Linked DNA regions of Mus musculus: regions 1 and 2 are each linked to region 3. Evidence: chromatin contacts called from public Hi-C data. All regions are on one chromosome and are shown on one strand. Each heading gives the region's core, a stretch centred on a gene start, on an enhancer-like site or on the middle of the called end of the contact. The rest is flanking DNA. Distances are from core to core; before and after follow the strand shown.

What was found. A called contact is a pair of places that touch in the nucleus more often than the background predicts.
Region 1: a Hi-C map of embryonic fibroblasts shows a contact between it and region 3, with 3 times the contacts expected there. The contact joins two enhancer-like sites. A contact is called at or near these places in 9 of 484 Hi-C or Micro-C datasets (3T3-L1-derived adipocytes, Th1 cells, adipose-derived mesenchymal stem cells and 4 more) and 3 of 115 datasets of contacts at active chromatin or transcription factors (T-cell acute lymphoblastic leukemia, Th17 cells and neural progenitor cells).
Region 2: a Hi-C map of cranial neural crest shows a contact between it and region 3, with 2.2 times the contacts expected there. The contact joins two enhancer-like sites. A contact is called at or near these places in 1 of 15 datasets of contacts at CTCF or cohesin (CD8 T cells), 6 of 484 Hi-C or Micro-C datasets (Th1 cells, cerebellum, cranial neural crest and 3 more) and 3 of 115 datasets of contacts at active chromatin or transcription factors (Th17 cells, fibro-adipogenic progenitors and neural progenitor cells).

The regions. Positions count from the first base shown.
Region 1 is chr15:94,023,493-94,027,657 of GRCm38.p6, forward strand. No RefSeq gene overlaps it. Among named protein-coding and RNA genes, the nearest start is that of Gm30609, 63 kb to the left of the region's middle. Within about 2 kb of position 2,264, at least 59 of the 459 cell types and tissues checked have an H3K27ac peak or open chromatin away from gene starts, as enhancers often do.
Region 2 is chr15:94,002,434-94,006,715 of GRCm38.p6, forward strand. No RefSeq gene overlaps it. Among named protein-coding and RNA genes, the nearest start is that of Gm30609, 42 kb to the left of the region's middle. Within about 2 kb of position 2,573, at least 21 of the 459 cell types and tissues checked have an H3K27ac peak or open chromatin away from gene starts, as enhancers often do.
Region 3 is chr15:94,213,190-94,217,405 of GRCm38.p6, forward strand. No RefSeq gene overlaps it. Among named protein-coding and RNA genes, the nearest start is that of D630010B17Rik, 32 kb to the right of the region's middle. Within about 2 kb of position 1,467, at least 45 of the 459 cell types and tissues checked have an H3K27ac peak or open chromatin away from gene starts, as enhancers often do.

The sequences.
Region 1 (4,165 bases), core at 1,014-3,513, 190 kb before region 3:
TGCGCATGTGTGTATACATGTTTGTTTGTTTGTTTTACATGTATGCATGTGTGCATGTGTAAATGAATGTGTATACATGTTTATGTGGATTTACACTGTGAGTGAGTGCACAAACACATGCATGTGGACACCTTTCTCTATTCTTTCTACTCCTCAGTTTTTGAGACAAGGTCTCTCGCTAACCCTGGAGCTTCCTGAGTCAGACACTGGCTGGCCACCAAGCTACAGAATCTCTCTGTCCCTGCCTCTTCCGTATTTATAGTACAGACAATGTACTACTGCATTTGACTTGTGGGTCCTCTCGCTATTTGGCAGACATCTCACCAATGGAGCTCAGCCCTCAGCTCTATTTCCTAACTTTTAGAAAGTAAAAGAATTAACTACTATCGTGTAAAGGCAAAATACATTCTTCTCCCTCCTGCCTCCTGCATAGCAAGCACCAGAGAGACTGTGACACAGTGGCTCTCATCTAAATAATCCCGTCTCCTATTTAATCACACTCTTGCCAATCCCATATGCAGTATAAACATACAGAACTATGTCAAATATGGACATCTGACAATATCTAGACTTTATGAAAACTATATACATTCAACTCCACAAAATTTGGGTGGGGGGATTTAATTCAAGGGAATTTATATTCATGGAGTTCTGGGGCTCCCTACAGTTGTTTTTGACCAGAAGTGTTGCTAAAAATAACTTTCTGGGAAGCAGTTTCCATGAACCTTCATTTAATTTTGTCGTGACAACTCAGCCACAGCTCTCAATGCAAGTCTCCAGTTGGCTTCAATACAAAGGAACAGTCGTCTGCTAATCACTCAGTGGCCTCACAGGTGTTGCCTGGCAGCATGTGCAGTAGATGCTGTGTTGGAGAAGCATGTGTGGCTAGCAGCTGTAGCTGCCTATGACACTGCAGTGCTTTGAATAAGAATGGCCCCAGTAGGCTCATAGATTTAAATGCTTGGCCATTAGGGAGCAGTGCTACTTGAGAGGGATTAGGAGGCGTGGCCCTGTAGGAATAGATCTGGCCTTCTTGGAGGAAGTGAGCCACTGGGGATGGGCTTTCCGATTTCAACTGCCAGTTGCTCTCTCTTCCTGCTGCCTATGGATCTGGATATAGAACTCACTACCTCTCCAGCACTGTGTCTACCTGTGTGCTGCCATGCTTCCTGCCATAATGATAATGGATTGAACCTCTGAAAATGTAAGCCATTCCCCTTTCCTTTCTAAGAGTTGCCTGGTGTCTCTCCATGCCTGGTGTCTCTTTGTCTCGGTTTGAGAGTCAGTTATAAGATAGTACCACACAGAGTGTCCAGGGGCAAAGGTTTCCTTCTGGGAAACACTCAGTAAATACTCTTTCCCCACACAACTGGTGTCCAGCTCTTCATAGACCTCCCTCTAACTGGGCACTTAGTGATCCAGACTTGAGTTTGTTTTCTACTCCCTCCTGAGAGTATCAGCATAATCAATGTAACACAACACTATCCAGGCCAGATCACAGGGGAATCTTTCACACATCGCCTCTGGAAGCAAACATCTTGGCTCTTAATGTGAGAACCTCCTTTAGTGTTGGCAAGTTGACCGATGGGGAAGAGAACGAGAGGCCTGAGCCCTTTCAGGAGATCCCCTTATCTTGAAGGGTGAGTTTGTTTAAAATGTTAGTAGCCAGTGGAACAAAGAATTCCTTGTATGATGGAGAACCTTCCTGAATTTATTTTTCTACCAAAAGATATGTGAATTGAAGAAAACTGTCTGCGGGGAAAGTAGCATTTTTTTTTAAATTAATCACATTTTTGGATTGCTGGCATTTGCAATTAATACTACTTTTGTTTCTGCTTGTGATCCAAATGGCAGGTAGAGGTTACTTTGATTTAATTATGAGCTCTCAGCATTCTTCCCATACCACCAATTTAGGCCGTCTAGACAGTGCGGTCGCTCTATGGTGAGTGGGCTTCCCTCTGGGAATTCCTTTCTTTTGGACCATGGAAGAAGTCTCCACAGACCTTGAAAAGACTTCCCACATAAGTCTCTGTGCCCTTATACTTCAATATCTGCGATGCCACAATGCATTAATACATCTGTATCGTATTAATACTGTATTAGAGCAATGCATGGGTAATACGATATAATAAAAACAGGGCTCAAGCCTAACGTTCTCACGTGGCTCCGCAAGATGAGAAACAGCATTGTCAGTCCCAGCTCGCGGGCCTTGTGCCTGCGGAGAGGCAGAAGAGGCCTGGGGCCTGCCGTGAGCAGTATAAACCGCCATGCGGTCCACGCCAGTGCTGCTGTCCAGAGATAAAGAACGCAGACAGGCAGACTAGCTGCGCTGTGGGTCCGGAGTGTTTTCATAATTCCCAACACCCTCCTCTTTCACATTGTTGGTTTGTCATCCTCTAGTAATTGTTCATAAATCATTGCTGCAATTGCTTGTGACTCTATAACATTCCCTGCCAAAAAAAAGTATTGCAACAAATAGTTGAGAAGTTCTTTTTTTTTTTTTCTTTCTCTTTCTTCCAAAATAATTTTCTTAAAAGAATTTGGATCTTGCATTTTCAAAACGATAGGAAAAAGCATAAAGAGCGACCGGGTGTGGGGATAAGGCTTTTCCTAAAAGCCAAGTTTGCTGGAGATAATTTCATTTCCAAAGTGAAGAACACGAAGGCCCAAGCCTCAGACCCGCCTGTTTTTTCTAACCACATTTCCATTCCCTCTCCAGCCCGGCCTGGCAAAGTGCATTTCTCTGCTGTTGACTCGTCTCACAAAACCTTTCCAAAGACAGAAATCCCATAACGTTTCGGGTTAATGAATTCTATTGTGTTGTAAGGACTTTACAGGGACTAACCTAAAGCTTCTATGCTCCATTTGAAATTAATTATCCTGGACTTTCACCATCATAACTAAGAATTAAAACCAGCTGCTCACCTCTGCCTTGCCACATTCCCGCAGCACGTTGGTAGGCTTGCCTTTTCATATTTCCATGCTACGTGGGCCCAGATCCTGTGACCTTTCTTTGGGAAGACGGTTTTCCAACCCGTTCATCATTTTCATTGTGCTTCTTTGGACAGACTCCAAAGTCTCTTTCCTTGGGTGGGCCCACGGTTTTGAGATAGCAGTGGCTGAGCCGTGGAAGTCACTTCACCAGAGATATGTAGCCTGCATGCCAGGGGCCATTCTTTGTGGGGGGGGGGTGTCATACTTCATTTTAGACACGCCTGCTGTAAAAACACAGTATAGATTAAAAATAAACTGGGTAAGAGTGTTCACCTAGGCTCTCTTCCAGAAAAACACTCTAATCTATTTAAGATATGACAGGTTTCCCTAAAGTCTATGCATCTACATAGATTTCAGAGAACACCTCTTATGGACCATGAAGGGTATAGTATCCGTACATTCGTTTACTCATTTATCTTTTCATTGATTTGAGAATGTTAACCAAATGCCTGCTGTTCCCTGATATAGTCTAGAGACAAAGGAACTGGATTATTATCTTGCTCATGTAGCTGCTTTACACTGAAGAGCATTTAACAACACGGAGAGACAGTGTGTGAATAGTTTGATCACTGATGGCGGCCCTTCTCTGAGCAGCAAGTCATTTAGTATGTACTTGCTGAGGTAGCCAGCTTTCTGTCACTGTGACAGAGTACCTGAGGCAGCTGATAAATAAAGGACCAAAACCATTAATTTTGTCTCCAAGTTTTAAAGGTTCCAGTCCATGATCAGTGTGAGTCTTATAGGCTCAGGCCTGCGGCAAATATGTACATCACGGTTAGAACCTGTGTTAAGCAAAACTACACATCTCATGGTCAGAAGCCAAAGGAGACTGAGGAGGAGCCTTAGGCAAAGGGATCTCACTCAAGTGCACACTCCCAATGATTGACAGACATCCCATCAAGACACACCCCTTAAAGGCACCTCTGACTTCCTAACAGGCCCACTCTGGAAACCTAACATTTAGCATGTATGGCTGGGAAGGACACTTAAGATCGGAATTGTAGCGCTGACCTTCTCCAGATGAATTTTCTCATCTTTATCAGATGAATGCTGACAATTTTTATGTCCGTGGAGGCTGTAAAGTTTAAGTGTGTGTGTGGTGTGTGTGTGTGTGTGTTTGTGTGTGTGTGTGTGTGTGTGTGTGTGAGCGCGCGTGCTTGTGATACACATA
Region 2 (4,282 bases), core at 1,323-3,822, 210 kb before region 3:
TGCCACTTCCTCTCTCCCTTTGCACCATGGAGAGAAACAAAAGCTAAAGAGAGATAGATACACAGGCCATCCTTTGATATGATAAACTCTTCTCTTATGCTCACTAATCTCTTGTTTTGGCTTTCCAGTAACTGTCCCAATTCTGACCCCGATAGAGTAGCCAGTGCTCACTCTTTGCAGGCCTTCTCCATCCCACAAAGCTCCCTGTTTTCCATCTAGTCCAATGACATTTCCTGTTTAGTATGCCTTTCTGATTTAGCTCATGTGACATTTGGAGGAGAGAGATTTTTTTTTTTTTGCTTCCCTGATACTTGATAATTTGAGCTGCCTATGACGTCATTGCTGCATCCATAATTTTTCATCATATTAAATTATATTGTCTTCATTATGTAACCAGTGCTTGAGGGGAAAAAAAACCCTGGATCTAGTGGATCCACAGGGTGTGTTCAGCCATCATCTCTCCATGCCGATTTTAAGGAGAGTTAGGAAATCTGCACGTAAAGGGACGCAGACAAAAGGCTGCAGTAACTCCAGGTCTATCCTTGTGGTACTGATATGGGCTTCAGGTTGAAATATAAGAAGTGGGACAGGCACAAAAGTTAGACATCATTAAGCAGTCTCCATTAGGGCACGGGCTGTTTAATCATTGCTTCAGCTCCTGTTCTTCAAGGTGGTCCACGGAAGTCTTTATTACTTAAGATGAAAGGCGGCTGCTGGTTCTCAGGTGACAATTGCTTCTCCATGGTACTGCCTCACCATCGGAGATAATTGCCCTTGGTGCAGGGTGGGGGTCCTCAGGGCTCTTCTGTTCCTGGAATCCAAGGTGACTGCATGTTTAGGGTTATGACTATTGACCTTTGGCTACCTGGGGTGGGGACGGTCATAATATCTGGGACAGGGCCTTGTAAGGAGCTGACAGGAAGGTATTACATGGCCTCTGATCTTCGTGCCTTCTGTGCAGCAGGGAATAAGGGAGCTGAGGCATGAGTGGTTTCTAGAAAGACAGTCGTCACATAATCAGCGTGCCTGTGTGTAGAGGTAAGGAGTGTCTCACAGTGCAGGAGGCAGACGAAAGACAACGGCTGGGTACCAGTCTTTCCATTTGATTTCTCTGAAGGCCCCAGCGAGGAATCAATGCTTTTAGCCAAGCAGCTTCCAAATGCCTGTTATAATTACAGGGTTACAGAGGACCTGGAACATTTGATTTTAAGCTAATTGAGGACAGGGATTACATCCCTCTGTAGCTTTATACTTTCTTAATTAAATAAAAGTTAAAGAATAGAATATGTAACTCGACAGGCTTAATGAAATTAAGGTAAGCCCTAGATTTGCTTCCAACTTACTGATTAAAAAAAATACTTAAATCGAATCATTGAAGAAAGACTAATACATTTTTTATCCTATTATGAACACATTAGAAAAATGCACTTTCCAAGGTCAAAGCCACCCACTTTGTGCAAAAGATCCTGATGTTAGCTGTTCTCACCAAGTCCAGATGGGCTGCCTTGAGGAACTTATCTTCTTGTATTGAGCGGAGGATGCTTAAGATGTCTCCTTGCATCCATAGCTATTTTTCAGAGAATTCACAGACACGAGATTTATTTTAGATCCTTTGCCGAATTTCTTCATATAGATGTTACTACCACAGTCCCTGTGTGAGGACGTGTGTTACTTCTGGTAGTACAAGACCTCAAGTCACAAATTAATTTCTTTTCAGTGGCTTTGGAAAATGTTAACCCTCAGCATGAAAACCCTTATTAGGGGAATGAAAACCGAGAGCCCGTGAAATCATGGGAAAATACACGGGGGGGGGGGTGCCTATGCTTTGCCCCTGAGTGGGGCTTTCCTTCGCCTCCCAGTGACTTGCTATCCCATGGTGGCCACACATAGGTGAAAGGATTCTTACACGGGACACAAAAAGAGAGAAGTGGGCCAGAAACCCCAGAAGAAGAACACTAACTCAGATTTCCCAGGACTGGCTACTGTAATGACGAGAGATCTGCAGAGAAGATGAGTGTGAATGTTGAAATAAGAGTTAGCTCACTTAAAAGAAATTTCCCTTGTATCCCCCAAAGACGTCACTAAATCAAACTTCTTCCTTGCTTACACTCTTCCCTCTGTAAGCTGGGCTCTACTTGACTTATTGTAATCATTCTCGTACATTCATAATACAGTCTCTGCAATCTGTAAAACCCTCTCCCCCCATCTCATCTTCTCCCCTAAAACAACAGCGTGGAATACTTGATTTCAAGACTGGCTTCCTCAGTCAGGAAGTCAAGGTACGTGGGCTTAAGTGACTGTACTATAACAGTGAGACTCAAATTGGGGGTCATTTGTTTCTATAATCGATGAATTTGTAAGGTATGTCGCTCACAAGCTTGCAAGTCTTTTCCTGACCTGGCTCCTCTTTCCTTCTTGAATCTTGTCTCTTTCGTTTAGCAATCTCCTATATGCATGGAGCATCTCTTCCAAGCTCAGTTTTGCCATCTTTATGGCTTCTGCCTTTGATATTCTGCTTACCGTATTTTTCTCCTCTAGCTCCTGGGTGATCTTAGCGTTTCATCATGTGAATAATGTCTTCCAGAAACCAACACTGCCTAGTCACCTCCCCCTTCCAGATTAGCAGCCCTCTGAAGTACCCCAGCCTGCCTTCTGTGCTTGCATCTCTGTATCTGACACACATAATGTGTGGTAATAGTCTCCCTGCTGATTTGTAAGCCTTATAAGGACAGCAGACTGCATCCATTCATCCTAGTTCAGGGAAGGTACCCAGTACTCTTTTTTTTTTTCCCCTAGCTGACCCTAAGGGCTCACAGGCGAGCATGTTCCATACTGAGACGCTTCCAGCCAATTGACACCTTTCCCTTAGAACTTCCTTTAAACGTTTTAGCCAAACGTTAAATCGACTTAAAAAGTATGTCCTATATTTAGAAATATAAAGACTCTCTAGTGAGCTTGTGGCCTTGGGAGACCAATGCAAAGACTGAATGTCACTTTCAGTCAGGGTAGGGGTCGGGGTGGAGGAATAATTAAAGGCTTTCATGCCGTTACCTTGCTGGTTGCGTTTTTTTCTACTATCTACTTTCCAGCCTCAGATTCCAGCCAGCTCTATCTTTAGCTCATCTATCAAGATTGGTGAGACACGTCTGGGAACTATTTGTTATCTCTAGAGAGCCAACTCACAGGTCAAAATAACAATAAAAATGCAAATTTAGAGGAGTCTCCCTTGAAAAAGGCTATTTGCTTTCTTGGCCCGGGTGTGTTGCAATCCTAGAATCTTGCTAAAAGTTAGTTTCTGAACATTTTCCATTCACAAATTTTGTAATGCCTTCTTATAATTCTTTGTTCAATGTCTCCATCCCAACACATGACTTCGAGAAGTCAGGCACATTCTGGTTTTCAAAAAAAAAAAAAAAAATTGCTTAATCCAAGGGAATGAAGTTTCTTAAAGGTTATCTGCCTTGAATTACATCCAAGTTCTCCACGAATGAGCTATGTAAATCTTGCCATATGTTCTTGCCATACTGGTGCATCTGAGTAGATTGAGATATTTATAAAATGATCTAGGTATATTCATTGATTGAGGAAGATTGTTTTCTGAATATTGAGATAATTTAGTGTCTGGCACTGCTTAATTAATTTACCTAGATAAGCTAGGTTGGTTAAAATAAACCTATAAGGCCTTAATTTATTTTGTCATGGAGCCTTTTTCTTTCCCCCCCTGGTGTAGAGAAGGTCTGGGGAGCAGCTGGCCACCAGCTGGAGCTTCGTGGCTGGTTTACTGAAGTGAAATTGGGACTTTAACAAGCTTAGGTGTAACTAGATTTCACCTGCCTCTCAGAACTACCAACGCTCTCTCCCTTTCTACCCGACTACTCCCCATGGCTGGTTGTTTGGAGGGTCTGTTTTCAATATTTCTGCCCAGACCATATATGATCTGAAAGCTTTATAGTCATACCCTGGATTTAATTACGACAACAAAAATGTGTGAATTAAATCTAGCTTCTTTTTGAGAAGGTAAGATCAAGACGAGGGGTGGGGGAGCTTTTGAGGAAATGGCCACTAATATATTTAAGTTCTCAGAGGTTATCTACAAACTGAATTCAAGTGATAGATCTAGCTGGATTTATGTTTCCACCAACTGATGGGAGCCATATGCTCAGATCAGTACTTGTAGGAGGCTACGTTTATTTCACTTTCTCCTAAGCATAGTCCACAGCAGAAACTTCACATTGGGCTACAAGCACTGCAATATTCTTCCCAGCATAGCTGTTACAGTTCC
Region 3 (4,216 bases), core at 217-2,716:
TCTACTTTAAATTGGATGATTTTGATTCCATTGTAGATCAGGGGAGAGCACTCTTTTCAAGTAAAAACCCTAGCTTCTGTGAAATTTGGAATGTAAGAAAGCCTTTCTCATCGTTCTTAAACTGCATTATTTCTAATGGTTACTTATTTCAGATTGAATTAAGTCAAGCTTAGTAGAAAAGGATTTTTATGTCTCTTCTTATTTGCATTTGTTTGTCAAAATCTCTTTAAAGCGATTTATAGGGTAATCTTCCAAAAATTCTCTTATGTTTGACTTATTTGTAAAAGCGATACATTTGTGTCGATGTTTTATGTTTTACATTTTTTTTTCCAGCCCATTTAAAAACCTCACTTCTCTCTAGTCAATCCTTAAACAGTTGGGGAAAAAAAAATCATGTTCTCGATTTCACATGAAATACAAGAGTGCCCTCTCTTGTCCACCACAGAGTAATACAGCTGAAAAGGAAAGGTCCTCTTTAGTGACAAGGAACTGATAGAGGCATCTCTAATAATAAATACACCTTAGATTTTAATAAGAAAAGGGAGATTTATTGCAAGAAAACCACAATGCAAGGAGGGCTGAGTCTCAAGAGGTAGATACACTGAGTCTGAATAGACCTAGGAGTTAGAATGCGTTTCATTTTCAAAGTCACTGAAATATTTGCACTGTTAGGGAGATAGCAATCCCTCTGATATGTATCTATAAATAATAACATGTTGACTTTTCACTTTTAAAATCACTGAAATAAAAGCAACGGAAATATGATGTTGGTAGCTATTGTTGTTGTCAATACAGGATTGCACAAACTGTGCCACACCTGCTGAAGGGAGTTTTTGTTGCCCCATCTCCCTTGGGAAGCCATTGAAACAAACAAAATGTATCTAGGTCTTTGTGTTAGCTAGGAAAGACCAACCTGGTGTAGAGATTTCCTGGTCAGGTCAGACAGAATGTACTAGTGGAGACCAGAGTCCCTGCCACGTTCCAAGAGAGGCACAAGGGATACTATGCTGTGGTTTTGATTGGCTTTCCCAGAAGTTTAAAGTGAAAAAGCAACCACACTGTGTTCATGTTTCCTGGAATCTCAGATGAGGCAGTTATACCAATAAATCCTTCACCTTCTATGAAAGATGTTTCCTTAAAGCATGAAGGGAAGTTGTATTTATTAGAGGGATTTGGGGGAAAGACAGCACAAGTTTTTAAATCTAAGATTACTCCTTGCTCAGCTCCCCCTGACACATACACCCCACACTCTAGCAGTGTTTTATGCTCCTGTCAAGCGCTGCTCACTGACAAATCTTAGTCCTACAACCACTCCCCATGGTTTGAGATCTATCCCAAGACAGAAGTAACCTCTGAGGATCAGAGTCGCCCACACAGGACATAGTGAGCTTCTCCATAGGTGGCTGTAGCTGTTTGCAGAGTCTAAGGTCACGTGTGCACAGAACATCTGGTGCTCATTTCCTTCTGAGATATGCTGCCGCTGCTGCCGCCGCTGCTGCCACCATCTGAATAACGGATCACTCTGAAGCTCTGTGTAGCTGCGTAAGAACTGGATCACTCACTACCACGGGGGTCTCCCTATGGCTATTGTGAATCCCACAGCTCTCCTGTGTGACAGAAGCTATTGTCATCTTCCCTTTACCCAGAGTAGTGAGCATCACCTAGATCACATATCCAGATTTACTGGCTGGAAGTTGAGTTTGAACACAGATCAAGGAATTGAGTGGTAGGCTTGTCCTGTCCTAACTGTTCTCACCTCCCAAACTCATATCTGCTCTTCAAAGCTCTGATCTTCAACAATGTTGCTTCATGAGTTGTTCCCCCTCTCTCATTCTCTCTCTCTCTCTGTGTGCGTGTGTATGTGTGTGTATGTGTGTGTATGTTCCAAACAGCATCATCCTTAGCTATCTTTTTTAGTGGTTGTTTTATTATTTATCTATTTGCATATTTTTTTCTCCAAAGGGTTTCTTTGTGTAGCCCTGGCTGTCCTGGATATCACTCTGTAGACCAGGCTGGCCTCAAACTCAGAAATCCGACTGCCTCCACCTCCCAAGTGCTGGGATTAAAGGCGTGCACCACCACTGCCTGGCTCACACATGCGTTTCTTATAGGAAAGGGCACTTACCTATAGAGTGATGAGGCGTAAAACAGCGTCTTAAGTAGGTTGACTTATCATCAAGGTATCTATCCATTCTGCCAGTACTTACTAAGACCTGATGATCCTAGGTGCCAGGTGTACAGCAGTAGATGAGTAAGGTCAACTACATGCATAGTTTTAAAACTAATGAATTGAATATGAGGAGAGCTCTAGACATAATTTTAATTAATGCCCCACTTTGTTGGTAATTATCAGCTTTTAGTAGAAAGGTAGCTTGCCAATCTATTTTTTTGTCCTTATTGATGGACTAATTGAGAACATAATTACAGCTCATTAAGAGTTTTCTGAAGATCTATAGAAGGATCATCAAGATACAAACAGAAGTATCTTTTAAAAAGGGAGAAAGCAAGTGATAGGGGCCAATAGGGGAAAATATAGAATCTTTCTGATTTTTTTTAATTTGGGTAATCTATTGGAATGAGTTACAAATTGAAAATATTTGGCAGATGCGGATTTATTAACAACTAAAGAAATGAATCCGAGTGCAGCTCCGTTTTATCCGCACAGTAGATCAATATATTTTGCAGGCTGCTATTTCCTGGATAGGTCTGGCTTAGTATCATTGCTTTATAGAGTAAGGTATTTTTCCTTTTTGTTTTGTTTTGTTTTTCCCCTCGAGAACTCTCATCAAGGTATTGTCTATCTGACAATGTAAATCAGATGGAATTAAAGTCACCTCCATTGATTCGCCTATGAGGGATGAGATCTGGAGATTGACAGTTGGAGTCAGCCAATGAGCAACTGCCTTGTCACTGTGCTTACTGAGACGTGGGCTTTGCTTTTATGGGTTAGCCCATCTGTCTTAGTCAGGGTTTCTATTCCTGCACAGACATCATGGCCAAGAAGCAATTTGGGGAGGAAAGGGTTTATTCAGCTTACACTTTCCACACTGCTGTTCATCACCAAAGGAAGTCAGGACTGGGACTCAAGCAGGTCAGGAAGCAGGAGCTGATGCAGAGGCCATGGAGGGATGTTTCTTACTGGCTTGCTTCCCCTGGCTTTCTCAGTTTGCTTTCTTATAGAGCCCAAGACTACCAGCCCAGGGATGGCACCACCCACAAGGGGCCCTTCCCCCTTGATCACTAATTGAGAAAATGCCCCACAGCTGGATCTCATGAAGACATTTCCTCACCTGAAGCTCCTTTCTCTGTGATAACTCCAGCCTGTGTCAAGTTGACACACAAAACCAGCCAGTACACCATCTCAATGGATAATTTCAAGCAAATCCAAATTGTTAAACAAAAAAGTGAAATAATAAAATAATCTGGCAAAACATAAGGGTGGGAAAGAATGCTGGTTCCTCTCCCTAGACTTATTTCACAGGAAGGACATATATCAGACAATAAAGAACTATAATTCAACCTCCTTGGCCAGAGTAGGCAGTCTTTTTTTTTTTTTTTTAATATTGCTCCTGAAAGAAAATGACCTTTCTGACATTCTTCATTTACTCCTTCCTAACCAAACCTGAGAACATGTAGCATGGCCACAGTTTTATGACGTGAATCATCAGGTGAAGTGGGAGAAGATTGCACAACACAAAGCTCCACACTCCCTTCTCTCAGGAGGCATGCGTTGGCATCTTTCACTACTTTGCCCTGGGTTTCAGCTTCCTGGTGGCCTACACCCTTGTTTCTCTACCTTCTCTAGCCTTTCCTACAGACTGGAGTGCCCATGTGGTACAACATGTATAACAACATGTGGGCCAAAATGAGCTCATGCTAATTAACCCACAATATGTAATTCCACAGGAATTTTATGATAATTGAGCAGTGATTCTTATAAACCTATTTAAAAATTGTATCTAGAAAGCAAATTATAGCACAATATCCCCCAAGGCTCTTAATAACGTTGACTATTTTTAGGAAATCCAACCCCCTCTGGGTACACCAACACTTTAACTCAGTGGTCTTGACAAGCAAAATGGCGAAAAGCGGCAGAGATTCTTAAAACCTATTTTTAGTCTAAATTAGGGTTTATCACAAGCGATGCGTCCTAATCAAGCACACTACAATATTCAACAGAATTGGAGTGAGGTGGGCAGATAACACAATGGGACAC